Linked DNA regions of Mus musculus: regions 2, 3 and 4 are each linked to region 1. Evidence: chromatin contacts called from public ChIA-PET and Hi-C data. All regions are on one chromosome and are shown on one strand. Each heading gives the region's core, a stretch centred on a gene start, on an enhancer-like site or on the middle of the called end of the contact. The rest is flanking DNA. Distances are from core to core; before and after follow the strand shown. Region 1 holds the start of Gng4 (guanine nucleotide binding protein (G protein), gamma 4). Region 2 holds the start of Tbce (tubulin-specific chaperone E). Region 3 has its middle 44 kb from the start of Lyst. Region 4 has its middle 16 kb from the start of Lyst.

Region 1 (3,371 bases), core at 328-2,827:
CGCACCCCAGCAGGTTCTGCATTTTCATCGCCACCTCTCAGCAGGCCGGAGAAATCCAGAAACCCCAAGTACAGTTTACAAGCACCTTGTGTCTTGTTTCTCAGGACTGAAAGCACCAGGTCTTCCCCATCCCACCCCCAAGTGGCCAATACCAGGTTAACAGGACCAGAGGAGGAGGTGGCTGCCTTCCTCCTTGCAAGCCAACAAGAGGAAAAGGGCGGTGGTGCCCCAGTAATGAAGAACCAGGCAGCCTGCACGCAGCCCAAGAGCCTAGCTGCAGCCTTGGGGGCCATCACACCTCGCTTTGGAGCAGACGGCAGGAGTGACGCTTTTTCACCGGAACCCTAGCACGGTCTCGCAGACTTGCTCTGGCTGAAACGCCGGCCTGTCTGCTGCCAGCCTTTTACAGACCCCGGAGGCCTGGGAAGCGAGGACGGGATTTATCTATCACTGGATCAAACTTTCACATTTGCAAGTACCCTCGCTCACATCTTAGCTCAAAATACACGACAAGAAGCAGACTAGTCTAAATGAAGGAGCCTTTTGCAGCCATAACTGGCATCTTGCCTCATTATTTCCCAGGAGACTAAAAATTAAAGCAAAGCTCGCTCTCCCAAAGCTATGCCCCGTGAGCTCAGCAGCGCGTTTCAGCACCTGCTTCGGGGACAGTCGCCATCGAGAGGGAGGGCACAAACTCGCCCAGGTCACCGTGCTCTTCCCTCTCTACCCCAGGCAGTTGTCCTGGCGTCGGGAAAGCAGAGAGCGTCTGCGAACCCCTGCCAAAACACTGCTCCAAACAAAATTATCAGTGGCCATGCCATCCATCTCCTGTGATCTTCTGCATGGTGGGGGGTGGGACGAGGGGGCGTCCTTTATGATCATGGCCAGCCATAAGGGACCTCTACGCCCCACTGATGAAGAAGAGTCCCATGAGGGCCTCGGCCCTCCTCGACCCCGGGGGATTCGGCTGTGTCCCCCGAGACTCGGGCTACCTGTGGACATTAGGGAGGCTTAGGCTGGAGGCGCCCCGCGGCCGTGCACCAAGCGGCCGCCACCACAACGAACCACAGGTCTTTGTGAAGCGTGCTGAGGCACCTCCAGGGAAGACCCAGGAGCTAGAATATCTCTTCAGTTCTGAGACTTTTAGATTTCGCCCAGGGTCTCTCGGAGCTGTCGGGGCCCGGACCGAGGTTCCCCGACGAGGCGCCGCGCCCTCCCGGGGGCCTCGGGCGCCACTTACCGCAGCCGGCGCGCAGCCGGCGCTGCTCAGACGCGGGCTGGGTCCCCGGCGCGGCGCTCGACGGGGTTGGCCAGGCCAAGCGGCATCGCTCGCCCCGGGCTCAGTGAAAGCGCGCCCCGCGTCGCCACCCGCGGGGTCCCGGACCACAGAAGACCCTGCGCGTCTGGGGAGAAAAGGGGGCGCGGCACGGAGCACAAGCCACAGCAAAGCCACCCGCAAGCGGGACCTCGGGTCTGCGCAGTGGGCCCACTGGGTGCAAGACGGTGACCCCCCAACCCTCGCCTGCTGCGCCACGCTGGCCGCACCCACTCCTTCGCAGCAGGTCTCCTCCCGCGCCGGGAGGGGCCGGGAAATCCCGCCCGCCGCCGCCGACGTCACTGGTGCGTCACTGGGGCTCCCACTCCGGGCTCCGCGCGCCCCAAATCCCGGGCCTCACCCAAACCCGCCCTCCCGGGGAGTGCGCAGCCTTGGAGGGTTTATGGCTCGAGGCAGATCCCCAAGTGCAGAGTGGGGACGGCCAGCTCAGGGTACTTCACCTGGGGACACCTAGGGTGCCTCACGCCGAGGAAGGTGGGCGCTGTTAGCGCAGATGCTGAACATCTGGAAATGCGCACCAATCTTACGCAGACGTCGCTAAGCAACGCGGGCAAGACCGCCACCCGGCCAGGCTTGGCAGAACAGCTGCCTCCCAGCCAGTCACAAGGGTGTGAGTGGACAGCAAGGAACTGCTGCCACGGGGAATCCTGGCGACTCCCAACGGTGAGATGGTCATGGCCTGCCAAGCCTCGTCCTAATGGAACTGTGTTTTGTGAGTCTCATTGTAAACCGATGAATTACCAAACTCCTCTTCCTTGAGACGCAGCTTCAGCCACGTCTGTTTTTCAACTCAGGAAATAATACAAAGCCCTCTGAAGACAGAAGCAGAGAAAACATTTCAGGCAGTAAATGCATAAAGAAGGAGGAAACCGTATTACTTCTGTCTGAACACCACTGACAGATTTCTTGAAAATCTTCCTTCCTCCTGTTCACCTTCCCTAACTATCCCTGCAGAAAGTGACACTACACAGGGTGCCTTAGATTTTCGCATATCTATCTGACATGCCTCACAGTACCGTGGACAGAGGTGCACTTAGGCTGCTGAGTGAAACTGCCCAGAGAGGCTGGAAAGACGCAGTGGGGTGGGAAATCACACTGATTGTCTTCACAGTTCCCAGGAGTCCCTTTAGGCCTCAGAATTAAATGACGTCGCAATGATTTAGCCAGTAATATTCACAAGGCAGAGGCTGAGATCCTATAGTCACTACTGTTGAAAATTCAAGCAGCACACAATCGTGTCCACTATTTTTCCTCTTGGATTCACGTCTCCCCTGCAAGCCCTGGCTCGGTTGTACACTCTTTCCACAAACCAGCTGCAGGAAAGTTGACCTTAGGTTTCCTCTCACCAGAATTCTAACGAGTTGTGCCAACTGTTCAACTGCATGGCACTTCAATAGATAAACTCTCCGGTAGACTGGGTGGCTACTGGGACTCCTCCATTTCTCCCAGGCCCCTTCTTGTCAGACCAATATTCAGTCTCTAGGGCTCTGGAGGGAGTTGTATCCTTTTGGGCAGCCTCCTATACAAAGACCCTACCCTCTTCCAGGAGCAGCCCTTCTGGGGGCCAAACGAGTAACACATCGGACCTCTGGGACACATTAAATATCCTAAGTATATCATGATTAAGGATAATTAAAAGCAACGGAGTTGATTCAGTGTTGAGTACAAGGGTAGAGGGGCAGCCGACTCAAAGAGACCAATTGCTTCTGGTACGGCAGACAATAATATCTAAATAAGAAATTATCAGTAAATCTAAATGTAGCTGTGATAACCTCTGATAGGACATATGTGTTCAATTCATATGTGTCAGTCTCAAATTTATTTAACAAGTGGCTCTTGTCAAGATACATATCAGAGCAACAGGAAAGGAATCTAAGTTATTCAACCACTATGAAAACTATAGTGTAGATTTAACTAAAATCTCAGAAAACAACATAAAAAAACCCTTTGGAACTGGATTTTAAAAACGATTTGGACAAGATCAAAATTTGAGAATAAAAAGAAGGCTTCCTGTGATCAGCCAATAGGAGCTGGG
Region 2 (3,371 bases), core at 379-2,878, 260 kb before region 1:
GTATGTGCCTGTCATGCCAAGGGTCAATAGTAGGTATCTTTCCTCTTCCTCCTCCTCTTCATCACCACCATCATCATTCTTGACAGTTCTAAGGATAAAACCTAAAGACTCACACATGCAAAGCTAGCAATATTCCTCCTCACAGACTATATGAAGCTCGAGAAGAAGGCCAGCCAAAGTAAGGATGCTTCAGTCCAACTTAGAAGGGGGAACAAAATAATCACGGGAAGTAGAAGGTAGGGAGAACTTGGGAGATATAGAGGAATGTGTTCTTGTGTAAAAGTATAAAAATTCAAATGATCTCTTCTACAGTAAGTCATTCAGGGTAAACTCAGTAAACGTTTCTGGGCCAAGATCACTTAAATTTGGTTCAGAATAGCCTATCTCTTTTCTAGCATGTGTTTTGTATCAACACTTCCTTGAAAAGCATGAAGTTACAATAAATGTGGAGATATTGGCATGGTGGGCCAAGCCTGTGATTTTAGCACTTGGTAGATGGAGGCAGGATATTAAGGAATTAAGACCAATCTTGACTTTGGTAGTTAGGTGACAGAAATCCGCCTGCCTCTCCCTCCCGAGTGCTGGGATTAAAGGTGGGCGTCACCACGCCCAGCTTGACTTTGGCAAGTTTTGAGGCCAGCCTAGGATACGTGAGACTTTGTCTCAAAACAATCAGCAGCAGCACCTTCATGAAATGTTGTCCTTGAAAAACGCTCCCATCTGAAGGTCTGTGTTTCTATTGGAGACTTGCCAAATGACAATAGTAGCTTAGCCCCTCCAGGCAAGAGTGAGTCATGTTCTATGACTACTGAGACGGTTTCAAACAGGAAAGGTTCTGGCAGCTTATTTCATCTTTCATTAACCACTGACAACAGATTCACTACAGGGTTCTCGTTCACTGCTGTGCAATAAAACAGATTTATAATTAATTATGTCTCCCAGCAGAGTTGTGCAATTCCTCTTGGATTGAATTACAGCACTCTTTTATTACTGTTTTCGTGGTGCTGTCTGGTCAAACTGACTTGGATCCAGCAAAGCCGGAGCTCTTCCAAGTAAGTTTTTGCCAGCTTCAGGTATAGCAATATGAGGGGTCACATTGCGATATGCTTATATACATAGCATCTTAAATTTGTTTTCAATGAAATAGTTACTGGCTTTTTAACATCTAAAAATAAACCAAAACACTCGATTCATAGGAACGTCTTGTTTAAAGTGGTGACTTACTTAAAACATTGCGTTTACTCTTGTTCTCCCTCATGCCTTAGCTGGTTAACTTTTTCTTTCCAGTTCTGGAGGGATCAACACTACACCTTTCTATGTAACTATGAACTCCCTACGGTGATTTAGTGCCCATAAGCATGAAACATTTTTGTTTTTTAGATATGAACCCCCCTCCGCTCCTCCCATCTCTCTTGCCTCGACCTTCCCAGTGCTGATTGTAATTGCCATGAGCCATCACGCCCAGCTATGAACTTTTAGTTCGCGTCTTGAATCAACTACAGTACGCAAAATCGACTGGTCCCACAGTCCTTCGGGGTTGCAGTTCCGGTGTCTACCTTACCAGCACTTCGCGACAATAGGGTTCGCGTTTGGAAGGGCTAAAGTGGTTTTCATCACTTCCTCTGCGGAGGTGGGACTTCCGGTCTCCAGATACTTCCGCCTAGAGCCGAAAGCTTCGTCGCTGATTGCGTGAGGGTCTCTGGGTGCTGACAGACCGGCAGAGGGAAGGTGAGCTTCGTAAGGTCGTGGAGCTGAGGTGGCGAGCTGCCCAATGGGGCTGGGTTGCCTGAGTGTGTGCTTTCTGCTCCGAGACTTCTCCGGTCGGCTGGGCCCCATTGTGGGCTGACCCAGCGGAAGGCTAGTGCGCCTGCGCCAAGCGCCTTCTGGATCCTCCCCACCCCTCCCCCGTTAACATCTGGGCGTGGGTCTCAAGTGATGCTGCCATCTCTTCCTTTTGACGTTTCTGGTGGACAGCGGTGGAGGGTGGTGGGAGGGCAGAGAGGAGTATTCAGATTTTTTTCCCTTTTTTTGAGGGGGATATTTTATTTACATTTAAAATGTTATCCCCTTTCCCGGTTTCCCCTCCGGAATCCCTCTATTTCATCCTTCCTTCCCCTGCTTCTTTGAGGGTGCTCCCCACCCACCCGTCCACTCCCACCTCGCCGCCCTGGCAGTCGCCTACACTGGGGCATCGAGCCTTCACAGGGCCAAGGACCTCACCTCCCATTGATGTTCAACAAGGCCATCCTTTGCTACATATGGGGCTGGAACCATGAGTCCCTTCATGTGTACTCTTTGGTTGATGGTTTAGTTCCTGGGAGCTCTGCAGGGTCTGGTTGGTTGATATTGTTCTTCCTGTGCGTTGCAAACCCCTTCAGCTCCATCAGTCTTTTTTTCTCTAACTCCTCCGTTAGGGATCTTGTGCTCAGTTCAATGGTTGGCTGCTAGCAGCTGCCTCTGTATTTGTTAGGCTCTGGAAGCGCCTCTCTAGAAACAGCTATATCAGGCTACAGTCTGCACACTTCTTGCCATCCACCTTAGTGACTGACTTATCTCACTCAGGATATTTTCTAGTTCATTCACTTGCCTAAGAATTTCATGAAGTCATTGTTTTAATAGCTGAGTAGTACCCCATTGTGTAAATGTACCTCATTTTCTGTATCAGTTTCTCTGTTGAAGGACATCTGAGTTCTTTCCAGCTTCTGGCTATTATAAATAAGGCTGCAATGAACAGAGTGGAGCATGTGTCCTTGTTATATGTTGGAGCATCTTTTGTGTATATGCCCAGGAGTAGTATAACTGGGTCCTCAAATAGTACTATGTCCAATTTTCTTACAAACCTCTAGACTGATTTCCAGAGTGGTTGTACCAACTTGCAGTCTCACAAACAATGAAAATGTGTGTTCCTCTTTCTCCACATCTGCTGTCACCTGAGTTTTTGATCTTAGCCATTCTGACTGGTGTGAGGTGGAATCTCAGGGTCATTTTGATTTGATTTCCCTATGACTAAGGATGTTGAACATTTCTTTAGGCGCTTCCTGGGCATTCAGGATTCCTCAATTGAGAATTCTTTCTTTAGCTCTGTACCCCATTTCTAATAGGGTTATTTGGTTCTCTGGAGTCTAACTTCTTGAGTTCCTTGTATATATTAGATATTAGCCTTCTATCAGATATAGGATTGATAAAGATCTTTTCCTGATATGTAGGTTGCCGTTGTGTCCTGATGGCAGTGTCCTTTGCCTTCAGAAGCTTTTCGGTTTTATGAGGTCACTTTTGTTAATTGTTGATCTTAGAGCTTGAGTCATTGGTGTTCTGTTCAGGAAAATTTCCCCTGTGCCCATGTGTTCGAGGCTCTTTCCCACTTTCTCTTC
Region 3 (3,371 bases), core at 229-2,728, 240 kb after region 1:
CAAATCTTATGGAGGTGTTTTCTTTTTCTTTTTTCTTTTTCTTTTAATTAAATAAATATTTTTATTAGGTATTTTCTTCTTCATTTACATTTCCAATGCTATCCCAAAAGTCCCCCTGTTTTCTTAAACGGGATTCCCTCCTCTTGAATGACTTTAGCTTGGGTCAAATTGACATAAAAGTCACCAGCAGAGGGTTAATTTTGTAAAGTTTTGAAAGGAGGGACCTAGCTAGAGAAGTCAGGTGGGTCCTTGGGAAATAGCTTGTCACTAGCTCCTTCCTAGAATCTATTTCCTTTCTGTCAGAGTCCAGTTCTCCTCCACCACAGCTTCCTCCCGCCATGATGCTCTCTCATGTACATGCAGCCAAGCACTCATGAGCTGAACCCTCTGGAACAATGGGCAAACCCCATTTTTCCTTCTTTCTTTTGTTTTGTCAGGCATCTCATGACAAAGATGTGGAAGTAGCTAATATGCCGGAGAACTCCGAGTGCACCAGAGATGAGCTGTGGAAAGCAAGGCGAGTTATTGACTTACAGATTGGCAAAAGTGTGAGAAACAAAAAGATGGTCAAGGTGGGGAGGGCCTGCAGGGAGATAACCCTGCCACTCCAATGGAGAAGATGATGGGAGTCTGTTCTTTTCTTTTTAACAAGAGTCAAAAGTCATTTCCTTACCCTCAGATCCAGAGGGAAACTCAACAGCATCAAACTACTGTTTTCTAAGCTGTTGGTCATTATCTGTGGTTGAGGCACAAGCCGCCTTGATCAGTTGTCACCAGTGCTTTCTTATTTTTGATTGTGTGAGTGTTCATGTGTGTGGAGCTACATATGTGTATGTAGGTGCTTGTACACACGTGCTCACATGCAGAGGAGGTTGAAGGGCAACTGTGAGTGTATTCCTCAAGTGCTGCTCTTCTTGCCTTTGAGCTACAGTCTTTCATCTTCCTGGAACTCACCACGCAGGTGAGGCCCAGGAATCTGCCTATCTACACCTACCTACTGCTGGGATGAAAGCTGGGTTTATAAGCCTGGACCACCATACCAAGCTTAGATCACACAGGTTCGGGAGACCAAACACAGATTCTTATACTTACAAGTATTTTATAGACTGGGTTATCTCTCTGCCCCTGTCCAATGTTTCTCTTAAAATAAAATAAAATAAAATAAAATGAAGCCAAGGAGAAAATAGAGCATCTGACACCTTTCATTTGGAGCTCTGAGAAATTATTTAACCCTATGTCTTGCGGGTGACATGTGTAGGCAAGCATGCATGTATTATGTGAGTGCATACATATGTGTGTCTATTGAGATGTGAACATTTTTGAAGCATCTGGGCCAGCCAGTTCTCTTGCAAAATGCTCTGCCATCTGGTCGTGCCTGTTTCCATGTGTGTTGGAGCTGTTGTTCCCTTACAGCTGATTCACTGAAGGTGTGAACTGTGTGATATTTCTGGAGAGCAGTCTGCCTGCTTGCATGGAAAACAGAACTGAACGTACAGTACACTTCCAGGAATGTCTCTTAAAGGAGAGGATGACAGGCAGACAGTGCAAAGACTTTCATGCAGTCAGCATTTCCAAAAGCAAAACAAACACCACCAATAACAAGAGCCTAAATAATAGTAAAGAGTAAATAAGCTACACTGTATTATTCTCCATCGTGTGCAATGAAGCACAGGACAGTGGAATAATGAGACTCAGATAAACCAGGCATGTGTATGTAGTGCATACCTACAATCCCAGAACCTGGGAGATAGAGGCAGGAGGATCAGGAGTTCAAGGGTCACCCATAAGTGATGCTTTGATCTCAGTACTTTGGAGGCAGAGGAGGAAGATCTCTGTGAGTTGAGGGCCAGCCTGAAAACTTGCGAAAAAGAAAAGAAATCCAAGGACTAGGGAGATTTCTCAGTGGACCAGGTGTTTGCTCACAGTGTGAAGACCTGGGTTTGGATTCCCAGGAGCTGTCTGTTCCCAGCATCTCTGTGGTGAGATGGGAGGTGGAGATGCTGATTAGCATGGTGTTTAAACAGGAGCAAACTAGTTGAGACTTACTTCAAGCAAGACAAAAAGCAAGGAATGACATGGGAGTGATCCTCTCACCTCCACATGGGTGCTCTGCCACCTGCATACCAGCCCTTACACATGTGCACACACAACAGTTTAAAGTTATCCTTCGACATGTGAGGAGTTTGAGGCTAGCATGAGCTATATAAGGCCTTGTCAAGGGGAGGAAAATGAGAGGCTTAAAAATAGTGAATTGCTCTCTGTGTGCTTTAGCAGGAAAAAAATGCAATTAGGAAAACTGTCAAGCTGCTGAGTTAAAATGAACGTTAAAATGCTGTTAATGAACAATTGAGAGAGGTAAAGATCATCTAAAAAGAGTTAAGTGGTGTTAAAGCAGGGTGTTTAGGTCTCCTAAAAGAAAAGCAGAGAGAGGGAGAGAGAGAATGAGAGAGAGAATGTAAACACAAATGGGGCCTCCTCTTGCATGGTATCCATGACACTCAGAGTGCATTCTTGTCTGAGAGATGTAATCCGAACCTATTTAGAAATGAACAGACTAATCCATGCTGAGGGGCATTCTGCAAGGGGCTCAGGGGCTTCGAACTTGTCCACATCACAAATTACACACATTCATGGAAAGAGGGAGAATTCTAGAATGGGGTCAGACCAGTCATCTTTCAAGGGCTCAGAAGTGGATAAGAGATGACCAAAGAGACATAATAACCAGAAAAGTGTACGCGAGGAAGACTGTGCGATAATTGGAGCGTTTGAGTGCAGGCTGTTTTGGATCCTGTTATTTTGTCTATGGTAATTGTGTGTTGGATGTTTCTGTCTCCCTAAATGAAGACTCTATTCCAGGGTTTTAAGAGGGAAAGGGATTTAGGTGAGGTCACGGGGTGGGGCCCTGTCCTTGCATGATCTCTCCTCCACCCCTCTTTTTGTATCTATTTATTTCTCTCCTATTTCTTCTCTTTTTTGTCTATGCTCTCTCTCTTCATCCCTTCCTCTCCTCTTACATGTGAGGATACAGGAAGACAGTGCCAAGAGCAAATCAGGACAAGGATCTTACCATGGCAATTAGCACCTTGGCCTTGGGTTTTCAACTTTGGGACTGTGGGAAAAAACCATAAGGTGTCTATGTCCATAGGCTGCAACATTGCAGTCAAATGCAAGCTGAGGGTTAGGCCCAGTGCTGCCTGCCAGACACTGCTTTGCTTTCAGTCAATTCTCTACACTCCAGGGCGTTTACAGTAAAAGCTGCGAAGGCTGTGGTTTATTTCTATGTGGTGCAATAAATTGCTGGTAAATGGTAAATAAATAAGAGGTGAGAGAGGGAGTGTGTGTGTGTGTGTGTGTGTGTGAGAGAGAGAGAG
Region 4 (3,371 bases), core at 352-2,851, 210 kb after region 1:
TATTTAATAAGACAGAGTTTCAGCTGGGGAAGATGAAGTTGTGGAAATGGACGCGATGTTCTTATGACCACTGATCTGTGCACTTATGTGAGGTATTTGCCATGCGAGCTTAAGGACCTGAGTTCAATTTCTAGCACCCTTATAAAAATCCAGGCTTGCCACATACCTTTGTAGTCCAGTGTTGGGGAGGCAGAGACCTCTGGGAGTAATTGGCTAGCCACACTAGCTGAATTGTCCAGTGCCAGGTCCCAGTGAGAGCCCCCTATCTCAGGTGGTAAAGTGGATAGATCCTGAGGAACAACAGCAAGAGGTTGCCTCTGGCTGCCATACACAGGCACACAGAAACATCTGCAAGCACACTTGCACACACATGCAACTCCGTGCATGTGAACATACACACAAATACATGTTAAAATAGTAAATTTTGTTATATATATTTAAATATACATGTATGGCTAGGAAGCAGGACAGTTAACCCTACTGTGAAAGGAGAACAGATAAAGTTTCCCAGAGGAGACAGCTTTGTTTTGAAATACAAGGAAGGGATTGGCAGCCAGACAAAAGGAAAAGATATTCCAGATAAGGGAATAGCACAAGGAAATAAGAAAGGGATTAGAAATTCCTAGCAAAGAACAGGAAAAAAAAGATGCAGGTGTGCAGGTGTGCAGGTGTGCAGGTGTGCAGGTGTGCAGGTGTGCAGGTGTGCAGGTATGCGTGCGTGCGTGCGTGCGTGCGTGCGTGCGTGCGTGTGTGTGTGTGTGTGTGTGTGTGTAAAACTACACAGATGCATGTGTAGTCAGTCACATGTGTATGCAGGCCAGAGGACACCTTCAGAGGCTATGAGGGTTTCAAGACAGGGTCTTTCACTAACCTGGAATTTACCAAGTAGGCTAGGCTAGCAGGACTGGCAGCCCAGGGGACTTTTCTGTGTCTGTTTCCGGCGCTGGGATTACAGGTGCACAGCACCACGTCAAGGCTTTTGAAAAATCATTTCTAGGGATAGAGTTCAGCGCCTTGCGCATGCTCAGCAGGAACTTCAGTGACTGAGCTCTCGCCCCAGCTGCACCACTGGAGTCTTTCAAAGTGGAGAGCTGACCAGGTTGTGTTTTAGAAAGATCATGTGGAAAGCGGAATAAAGAATGAATGGAAGGTGGAAGGGACAGAGGAGTGGTAACGACAAGGAGACACTTGTGTATCCCCCTCCCCCCCTCACAGAGACTCAGCAAGGAGGTAAGGATGGAGGAGGGTAGGGAGGAGAAACAAGGAGCCCATGCAAGGATAGAGCAGTGACTTGTCGAGCAGCGGATAGATGGGAGAAGAGTTGTCTTATTATTTACTCCTGACTTCTCTACCCTCAGCCAAGCTGACCCCTCCACATCCTCAAGTGTCCCAGCCTACAGAGCAATGGCTCCTGGTCACTTGCAACCAGGGCCCTTATAGATCATTTGATACCGGGCAGGGGTCCCTCGGAACCCACTCTATCCTTAAACTCACTGTGTAGCTGAGGGCTAACCTTGAGATTACAGTTCTTCTGCCTCCACCTCTCAAGTGCTGAGCTGTGCCACCACACTCAGCGTATGTGGTACCGGGGATGGTGCCCAGGGTTTCCTGCGTACTCGGCAAGCATTCTGGCAACTGAGCTACATCCTCAGCCCACAAAGTATATTTTGAATAGGCTTGGTTTCATGCGCTTTGTTGGATCCCACATAAGCCCATCTGCTCCCATTTATAGAGTGCCCCTTTATTAACTCCGTAATGTCCTGTCCAAACCAAGTTTCTGGCACCTGAAAATCAGGACTGGCTTCTCCCCAGAAAAGGCCTTCAGCTCACCCAACTCTGGGAAGGAGCTTTATTCTCCTACATCAGACCCTCCCAGAGGTTACGCCAAGGCACCAGCCACCCTCAGAACAAGCAGTGTGCAAGAGCCAGCATCCTGCAGCACCAGTGCTGCCAAGGATTTTTTTATCATTACCTTGTCCTGTGGTACCCAAGCTCTCAACCCAAACCCAGTCTGCCTGCCCCAAATGCCCATGCTTTCTGCCGGGGCTAAGCAATCTCAGAAATATGTTTGCCTACCTGCACTGTAAGTACCTTCTTCAGAAGAGGAAGGAGGGCTTTCCTTTCAAAGTGACTCTGTGGGCACTTTCGTTGCAGCCCCATTAGCACTCATCTACCTAGTTGCAGCAGAAGTGCTCCATGCTGTTAAGCAAGCTGTGTGTCTTGTTTGCACTTAAATCCTGGCTTCCTCTCAGCTGACTTAGGGTGGCATCATTTTGCCAGCATTAGAGGAGCAAGAACAGTTGACTCAAACAACCCAGGGCCTCATTGGATGATGACAAGGGCAAACCTTTCTGTGCCTTCTGATGTCACCTGAAGAAGACACAGCAGCAGATGGTAAAGGCAATCAGTAACTCTCAGTCACTGCAAGTACACAATGTCTCCATGCAAGTTGTGGAAAGAAGCCAAAGCATCAGCAACTCTGGCACTCTTCCTGCTCCTCTCCAAGCCAAATCGTCCTTGGGAATGGCTTTCTGAAAGCCCCATGCTGCCATTTCACCCGCTGGTGGTGCTAGGAAATCTCCAAGTCTCCTCGGAATGGCCCTTTCTCCCTTTGGCTCTCTGGCGAGTGGCCATGTTTGAATCACATGGGAAATTTGGCAAAGCAAGCCCCATTCCTTTGCAGTGTGTCTGCAGTGAGGATTTTGGGTTAGAGATTGCATGATCACTCTCCTGAGTCATTGTTCCTGGATGCTCCTGCCCAGGGACAAGCCTTAATTGTGTTTCTGAGAGAAGCTTCAGAAGTTGGATTAAGAATTCTTCAATCCTTGGAGGACCCAGAGCCACTGCCTTTCGCCTTCTGGCTGCAAATTGTCACTAAACATAAAATGTCCTTTCCTTTATGCTGAGAACCGGTTCTCTCTTTTTTCATGCTTATGATATTAATTCTTTTTTTTATATGTTCATTATAAACTACTGTCATTCTTATTCCACATCAGATATGGATTTCTGAATTCATATTTGTGAGTATATGTTCATGTATGTTCAAGCATGTATGTGTGCAGGGGCATGTGCACATGGATGTTATTTCTCGGGTGCTATTCACTTAAGGTTTTGCTTGAGACAGGGGCTCTTACCACCCTGGAGCTCAGTAGTTAGGCTAAACTGACTGGCCAATGATAGCCACAGATCTGTTTGCCCCTGACTTCTCAGCATTAGGTTGCACAGGATTACATGGAATTATGTCATGCCTAACTCTCACATGGATTCCAAGGATCTCCACTCAAGTTCACACTTTACCAACTGAGTCATCTCCTCGGCCCCTTGGCAATGCTTTTATTGCCTGGAACCTTCAGCCAGTTTTCCTGTTGGAA

Evidence for each region. Hi-C and Micro-C count contacts between places; a contact is called where the count stands out from the background. ChIA-PET counts read pairs in DNA pulled down with a chosen protein or histone mark.
Region 2: an RNA polymerase II ChIA-PET map of memory CD8 T cells shows a contact between it and region 1, with 37 read pairs. The contact joins the promoter of Tbce here to the promoter of Gng4 in region 1. A contact is called at or near these places in 1 of 484 Hi-C or Micro-C datasets (embryonic stem cells) and 2 of 115 datasets of contacts at active chromatin or transcription factors (bone marrow-derived macrophages and memory CD8 T cells).
Region 3: a Hi-C map of cortical neurons shows a contact between it and region 1, with 2.6 times the contacts expected there. The contact joins the enhancer-like site here to the promoter of Gng4 in region 1. A contact is called at or near these places in 2 of 39 promoter capture datasets (embryonic stem cells and pre-B cells), 1 of 484 Hi-C or Micro-C datasets (cortical neurons), 2 of 115 datasets of contacts at active chromatin or transcription factors (large pre-B cells and memory CD8 T cells) and 2 of 9 other capture datasets (adipose tissue and macrophages).
Region 4: a contact with region 1 is called in a Hi-C map of muscle stem cells, with 3 times the contacts expected there. The contact joins the enhancer-like site here to the promoter of Gng4 in region 1. A contact is called at or near these places in 2 of 39 promoter capture datasets (embryonic stem cells and pre-B cells), 2 of 484 Hi-C or Micro-C datasets (both in muscle stem cells) and 1 of 115 datasets of contacts at active chromatin or transcription factors (memory CD8 T cells).

What each region holds. Positions count from the first base shown.
Region 1 is chr13:13,782,513-13,785,883 of GRCm38.p6, reverse strand. It overlaps Gng4 (guanine nucleotide binding protein (G protein), gamma 4), which reads right to left and starts at 1,577. Exons shown (of 4, transcript NM_010317.3): 1 at 1,241-1,577.
Region 2 is chr13:14,037,895-14,041,265 of GRCm38.p6, reverse strand. Tbce (tubulin-specific chaperone E) reads left to right here and starts at 1,628. Exons shown (of 17, transcript NM_178337.3): 1 at 1,628-1,728.
Region 3 is chr13:13,545,033-13,548,403 of GRCm38.p6, reverse strand. No RefSeq gene overlaps it. Among named protein-coding and RNA genes, the nearest start is that of Lyst, 44 kb to the left of the region's middle. Within about 2 kb of position 1,478, at least 13 of the 459 cell types and tissues checked have an H3K27ac peak or open chromatin away from gene starts, as enhancers often do. A contact at or near this core is called in cortical neurons, where this site is marked.
Region 4 is chr13:13,572,986-13,576,356 of GRCm38.p6, reverse strand. No RefSeq gene overlaps it. Among named protein-coding and RNA genes, the nearest start is that of Lyst, 16 kb to the left of the region's middle. Within about 2 kb of position 1,601, at least 99 of the 459 cell types and tissues checked have an H3K27ac peak or open chromatin away from gene starts, as enhancers often do. A contact at or near this core is called in memory CD8 T cells and muscle stem cells, where this site is marked.